2 separate regions of the Mus musculus genome follow, and region 1 is linked to region 2. Evidence: chromatin contacts called from public promoter capture Hi-C data. All regions are on one chromosome and are shown on one strand. Each heading gives the region's core, a stretch centred on a gene start, on an enhancer-like site or on the middle of the called end of the contact. The rest is flanking DNA. Distances are from core to core; before and after follow the strand shown. Region 1 holds the start of Myo1b (myosin IB). Region 2 has its middle 25 kb from the start of Gm31636.

Region 1 (3,303 bases), core at 592-3,091, 270 kb before region 2:
GCACTCGAGGTGAGCACAGGCAAAGGAGATGTGTTCAATCATCATAGGCTACAGTAAGTTTGAAGCCAGTCTATGATACACAGACTCCTGACTCAAAAGTTTCCTGTCCCTACTCTGCAAGCCACTGACTTATAGTTTATGAACCTGTCATTGTATTTTGAAGAAGATAGATTGGCCAGGAGGGTTCAGAGGTCCTGTTGCTGCCCAGTTGCTATAAGCAGATGGAACCAAAGATCTGGCACATATTAAAACATGTTGCCATGTAGTAGGTCTATATTTTGTTTCTCTGGAAGCTGAGAGCGGTGTCTTTACTGTACTAAGTTATCAAGGTCTAGGGTAGCTTGTTTGGTCAGCTGTGGTGGAGGCAATCATTTATGCTACCACTAGGCCAAGTCACCAATGACAAACCCTCCTTCACTTCATGTTTCTGGAGACTGACTTGAGTTAGCTGGGGTTTCACTCTAGGTCTTACTTCATGTAGTATAAGGTGACTGTGACTAAGTCAACTTTAAGGCTCACACAGCCACATGGCTGGGACAGTGAGCAGATGCGGGCACTCTTAGTCTGGAATATATGGCTATACCTGGCTTCTGTGTGCTCCCTCACAGTGAGAGAGAGAGAGAGAGAGAGAGAGAGAAAGAGAGAGAGAGAGAGAGAGAGAGAGAGAGAGAGAGAGAGAGCTGGGTTGGTCATACCACCAACTGTATCCCATTTGTTAGAATTCAGTCCAGCCTGTATTCAAGAGGAGGGCAATCAAATGGCACTCCTCAATGAGAGGTGTACCAAAGAATTTGTGGAGGTTCTCCATAGTTGTATATAAGCTGGAAGGAAGAAAAAAAAGCTCTCAGACTTTGTTTGTCCTGGCCTCAAAAACAAAAATTGAAAAGTAACTTACCTCACAGGTTTTTGTGAAGATTAAATAAAATTGTATCCACTACTCAAAATATGTTAGCTTAAACCATTACCATGCCGACTGAAGACCTAACTGATGCTGGTTCCGTCAATGATGCTAGAATTCCCAGCAGGTCAGTTTGTAGAGGAGGGTCTTGGTAGCCTCTGAGAAGTCCTGGGGCCTGTGCTGGAGGGACAGAGTGACTATATAAGGTTGGAAATCTTTGGTTCGCCTCCTTTCAGTGACAGTATCCAGATATAGGTCAGTGCACTTAAACCTGGCCCCATTTATGGCAATTTATTTCATTATAGGATAAAGTCGTCAGATTCATGAGTAATAATTACTGTGTCTGCCGCGCTTTTAACACCCCAGCCATGTAATCCTCACCTCACCCCATGAGTAAGTTTGATGAACACCCTTACCTCTTCCAGGAACAAGCCAGACCCAGGGTCATGTGGCTTGTCCCGAATCCCAGCGTGGTGAAGACACCTGGAGTGAGAAGCTGGGAGTCCTGAGTCTTCAGACCCTCTACCATGGCCAAGTGATTGCCAGTCATTGCTCAGTACCTAATGGTATATTCAATATGTATGTCAGTGACAGAGACAATAAAAGCCTCACATGGCAGGCCATTTTCTCTTCCATTAAATTGTCATTTTGTGATATTTTTGGGCACCCAAACTTGGACCTAGGAGGGTAGGCAATGTGGAGAAGAATATTCTCTCTGCTGAGGTTCGCGCCCAGGCTCTTGCAGCTGTTCGGCTCTGCATCTCTGGTCTGCAGTTCGCGGATCATGCAGTGGCCAAGGTGAAGGGCCAGTGCGCTTTCCTGGGTGTCCCCGCCCGCCGGGTGCTCACCGGGGGGCGCTGTGCGGCCTGCGCGCCTGGGTGAACCGCGGCCAGGGAGCGAGGGGCGCGTCCGGGCGGTGAGGTCGCCGCCCCCGCCGGGAGAGGGGAGTGGCCGCGCCGCCGCCGCGCCTCTAGCCAGCGCACTCGGAGCCCAGCCGGCGGACGCGGTGTGGGTGCACTGAACGCACGGTCGGCTGAGCGGCGCGGGATCCCCGGCAGCAACTGTGGCACAAGCCCCGCATCGGATCTGACCCGCGTTCCCCAGGCGGCGGCCAGCGAGCAGCACGCGGAGACGGAGTGGCCGAGCGGTTGCCGGGCGAGGTACGCTGCACTCCCCCGTGCCGGCTCCCTTCCCGCCCGTGCCTTTGTGCGCGCGGCCCCAGGCTCAGCCGCAGCCTGCAATCCCGGGTCATCAGCTCCCGGGGCGCTCCTGTGGGGCGCGGAGGCACTCCACCGTGAACCCACGCGCGCTCGAGGTCGTCGAGGGTGATCGCGGCCCCGTGTGGCTTCGGGGGCGGCAGGAGAGGGAAGGGGCTTACAAACTAAGTTGTTCTCTCACTTTGTGTTATTGGCTTCCTACCTACGGGCACTGGGGAACCCTGCTTCCCGCGGGCCCACTCGCATCCCCCTCCATCCCTCTGGCCCACTGGAGTTTCCCGGCCCCAGGTTCTATGGAAGGACAAGCTTATGGCTTCCTGTGGGAAGGAGAAGCGGAGGTGGAGGCGGAGGTGGAACAATGGGGCGTCCTGGGGAGTGGGGTTCAGGTGCGGTGTGCCCCGGCCGCGGCGCACCCGGAGGGGCGACCGGACCCGATGGATCGCCCTGCGAGTGCAGCTGCGCTCCGCTCCTTTGTTCCGCCACAGCGGAGGGGGCTGCCCCGGGTCCCGTTTCCTGCCCGGGATGGGATTGATTCACAGTCCCAGAGAGGCAAGGGGAAGGGGGCGGGGCTCGAATGGAAACCAGACTGGGAACGGGAGCCCTGCAGGGCGCTGGGCTGGGTGGAGCTCTGGGGAGGGGGTAATGAGAGTGCGTTGGAGTTAATTACAAACACAACCTTCTGTCTAAAGGCCTGTGGAGTTTATTTGCGGTGCTTTGTTCATACTACGGCCTAGCACTAATTGGTGCAGCAAGTTCTGTTCTTTCTTGAAGTTCTAGGCTCTGGCTATGGGAGTTTGCTGAAGGCAGATCTTGTTATTTATAACGGACGAAGAGGGCTTCTTTTGTTTTGTTTGTTTTGTTTTGAAATATTTTTCACAATGAATCAGGATATATGTGTGCATGTGTATCTGTGGATTTTATTGTGGCTCGGATAGGCTAACAAACTAAACCCCAAAGCGGGCGTGGTGGTGCACGCCTTTAATCCCAGCACTTGGGAGGCAGAGGCAGGCGGATTTCTGAGCTCAAGGCCAGCCTGGTCTACAAAGTGAGTTCCAGGACAGCCAGGGCTATACAGAGAAACCCTGTCTAAGAAGAAAACAAACAAACAAACAAACAAACAACCAAAACCAAACCAAAAACCAAAAAACTTTTTGAGACATGGTTTATTCCCTGGTTGACCTGAAACTC
Region 2 (3,252 bases), core at 614-3,113:
ATTACCATCCTGTTGACCTCCTGGGTCCCACCCACAACCCAGGAAGGAGACAAGGAAGAGCTATCAGATAAGAGGGCTGAGTACTCCCTCCTAGGGCTAGGTACTCCAGGGGCACACAGCCACCAAGGTCTCTTTAACCCAAAGACAAGGTTTCTATGGACCAAAGGATGATCCCTGCTGCTACTATCTCTGTCCTTCAGCCTCTTCGCCTGTGAAGTGGATATGAAAGTGGAGTTGTTACAAGCATTTCAACAGGCTGCTCAGAGAGGGAAATGGAATGTGCTGGTTGAGGTTAGCTTCTAGACATCTTGTTCTAGTACCTGCGTTTATTGCTGCATGAAAGTGGAATTTTAATCTGTCTACACAAGTTTCTTCATGCATTTCAGTTTTTTGTTTGTTTGTTTTGTTTTGTTTTGTTTTGAGACAGGGTTTCTTGAGTAGCTGAGACTGTCCTGGAACTTGCTCTGTACACCAGGCTAGCCTGGAACTCAGAAAGCTCTGCCTACCATACCCCTGTCCCTAACCCTGCCCCTGCCTCCTCCTCTTCCTCCTCTAAGACCTTTTTTTATTTTATTTTATAATTTTAAGATTTATTTAATTTATTTTATGGATATGAGTACACTGTAGCTAGAGATGGTTTTGAGCCTTCATGTGGTTGTTGGGTGGTTGTTGGGAATTGAATTTTTTTAGGACCTCTGCTTGCTCCAGTCAACGCTGCTCCCTCTGGCCCAAAGCTTTATTTATTATTACAATTAAGTACACTGTAGCTGTTCAGACACACCAGAAGAGGGCGTCAGATCTCATTACCGGTGGTTGGTGGGATTTTGAACTCAGGACCTTCGGTAGAGCAGTCAGTGCTCTTACGTGCTGAGCTATCTCAAGCAGCCCCTGCTCCTGCCTTCTGAGTATTAGTGTTAAAGGCTGGGCTACCTCGGGGCTCTTCATGTAACTTGTGCTAAAGTATTGACCCCCTAAATAGCCAGGAAATGGGTTAGGTATGAAATGCATCTAGGGCATTTTGTATGTAGCACATAATACGTACAACCAATGCATGCTACCTACCATCACTATTTCAAGCCTAAAGCAGTTGGTGCCTGTGGGACTTAATAAGTGATAGCTATTATTAGCAACCAGTGTCATTCCTAGTTCTAGACAGGCCAAAGCTCTATTGCCAAAGCCCACTTGCACAATCCTGGCAGGGCCTTCCCCTAGGCCTTGTTCCTAGTCCATCTTAGTAGTGCCACTGAGGTTATTTGAGGTAACAACTGCTTAGGAGATTGACTGTGTGGTGTTCATGCACATGTCATTGAGCAGAGAAGTATCAGAATGTCTTATGAGGTGTGTGGGTGGTGGGGTAAGCCTTGAGAACAACGCAGCTGTGTCAACATTGAAGCCAGGGGAGCACGGAAGGTAAATGGCACATATGAAAGGAAACGATTTTGCAGATCCAAAAAGTATATTCACTTGATCAAAAGCCTAACGCAGTCCCTGAGGGAACCCGGAATTCCATCCGGTTGGCCTCTTGTGTTGAGCTATCCCATAATTATCAGAGCAGTCACGGGCTCTCTTCCCAGGCTTGTGATGATTGTAATCTTTCATCCTCTAGTGGATACTATTCTTTAATCTCTTCCTCTCAAAATTCAGAAATATGGAGTCTGAGTTTAGTGAATTACTTTTTTCCTTGCTCTATACTCTTTGTAGGAAAATAAGAACTATGGGAGAACGGTTGGTCTTTTCCTCCTGCTTTACATCGCAGAGAATCATGTGAAAACTGGAGTGGGGCCAGTAAGGTGTTCATGGATGATTGGACAGGAGGCTGGGGTAAAGCGTCAGGGTGGAGAGACAAGACACTAGCAATCTTGCCTGCGAGCTGCTGATTGACATACAGCTGAGAACTCTCTGGTGCAAACGCTGCAAGATTGGATGCTTGGCTCTACCTCCTTGCTTTTGCAGAAGTGAGATGACAGGGTAATAGCTACGTTATTTGTGTCTATTATACTTAGGGCTCTCATGGATGTCAGGGATAACATTACTGGCTATTTGAAGTCTTGAGGAAAACAGAAGTAAGAAGAAAACAGGAGGTTCACACAGTCCTTGTAGTAGGTAGAAGCAGACTGGCTGCAGGCTCCTACTGCCTAGCAATTGAGATAATGGGCCTTAGGGTGTGACTGAGGACTATTTGCCTCAAGCTGGGGTAATGGGCCTTAGGGTGTGGAAGAGATCTATTTGCACCAAGGAGGGCTCTTTTTACTAAACCAGACTGCTTGTCACGAAGTAGGTAACAAGAAGCAAACGTAAAAATGCCCAGCAATACCAAATAAGCATTGGAATGAGTAAAACACTTTGAAAAAAAAGACAAGTAGGTTCACTCTTTGCATGTAAATACTCCAAAAACAGTTACTCTTCGGAAGGGGCTAAAACTTAGAGGATGTCATTTCTAAGGTTCCATATAACTTTGTACTTTAGTTTAGCAAGTATTTACATATGCCCTACTGTGTGCTTAACATGGTGCTATGCGTTGGATGCAAGGCCCTGAATAAGGACACAGAGGCTGGATCCAAGCTTTCTACATTCTAATGGAGGAAGGGGAAAAACCAAACAGCTCTGTAAATGCTGCACCTATCGTGCAAGGGACACAGCATCCAACTGTCTCACTTAGTAGGCTATTCGCTAGGAGCTACGGAGAATCTGCTAATATGATCAGCTATTAAAAGAAGCTTAATGTTTCAACAAAGAAACTTCTCAAATCAGGCACAGCTAGGGTGTGTATCAGAGACGTGAGATGCCAGCTGGGGGTTACATTTGAGAACTGGGATGGGACTTAGTGGAGATTAACAAACCATCAGGCTTAGCCTGAGGTACGTGGGGAAGTGTCAACTGATGGACTGAGCAGGAGGAATGCAGCAGGAGGGGCTGAGGGACAAAAGCCCCAGCCTAAAAATGAGTGCATGCTAGTTCACCATTTGTGTTCGTATTGTTGTGTTTTATGTGCATGTATACTCACTGATTTCTGGTTGTGAACCTGGCTATGGTATGATGTCTATTTGACAATAGCAATCATTGTAGCATCTACTTGTAATCCCAGTACATGGTTGTCACTGGGGGACCTGGGCTATTTAGGGAGATGATGATGATGATGGTGATGGTGGTTGTGATGGTGGTGGTGATGACTTTCTGGAGAGATGGCTCAGGGGGTAAAGGCATTTGTTACCAAGTCTGGTGACCTCAGTGCAGTCCCTCCATTCCACATAG

The links. Promoter capture Hi-C pulls out the DNA fragments that hold promoters and counts their contacts.
Region 1: a promoter capture Hi-C map of second pharyngeal arch cranial neural crest shows a contact between it and region 2, with 3 times the contacts expected there. The contact joins the promoter of Myo1b here to the enhancer-like site in region 2. A contact is called at or near these places in 13 of 39 promoter capture datasets (the C10 cell line, the HPC-7 cell line, HPC-7-derived erythroid cells and 8 more), 5 of 484 Hi-C or Micro-C datasets (3T3-L1-derived adipocytes, the N1E-115 cell line, bone marrow-derived macrophages and 2 more), 18 of 115 datasets of contacts at active chromatin or transcription factors (the NIH/3T3 cell line, bone marrow-derived macrophages, craniofacial prominence and 9 more) and 4 of 9 other capture datasets (adipose tissue, embryonic stem cells, liver and 1 more).

What each region holds. Positions count from the first base shown.
Region 1 is chr1:51,914,516-51,917,818 of GRCm38.p6, reverse strand. It overlaps Myo1b (myosin IB), which reads left to right and starts at 1,841. Exons shown (of 31, transcript NM_001161817.2): 1 at 1,841-2,058. Gm33795 (a long non-coding RNA gene) reads right to left here and starts at 1,657. Exons shown (of 3, transcript XR_001778914.2): 1 at 1,315-1,657; 2 at 896-1,078; 3 at 1-821.
Region 2 is chr1:51,646,097-51,649,348 of GRCm38.p6, reverse strand. No RefSeq gene overlaps it. Among named protein-coding and RNA genes, the nearest start is that of Gm31636, 25 kb to the right of the region's middle. Within about 2 kb of position 1,863, at least 19 of the 459 cell types and tissues checked have an H3K27ac peak or open chromatin away from gene starts, as enhancers often do. A contact at or near this core is called in adipose tissue and second pharyngeal arch cranial neural crest, where this site is marked.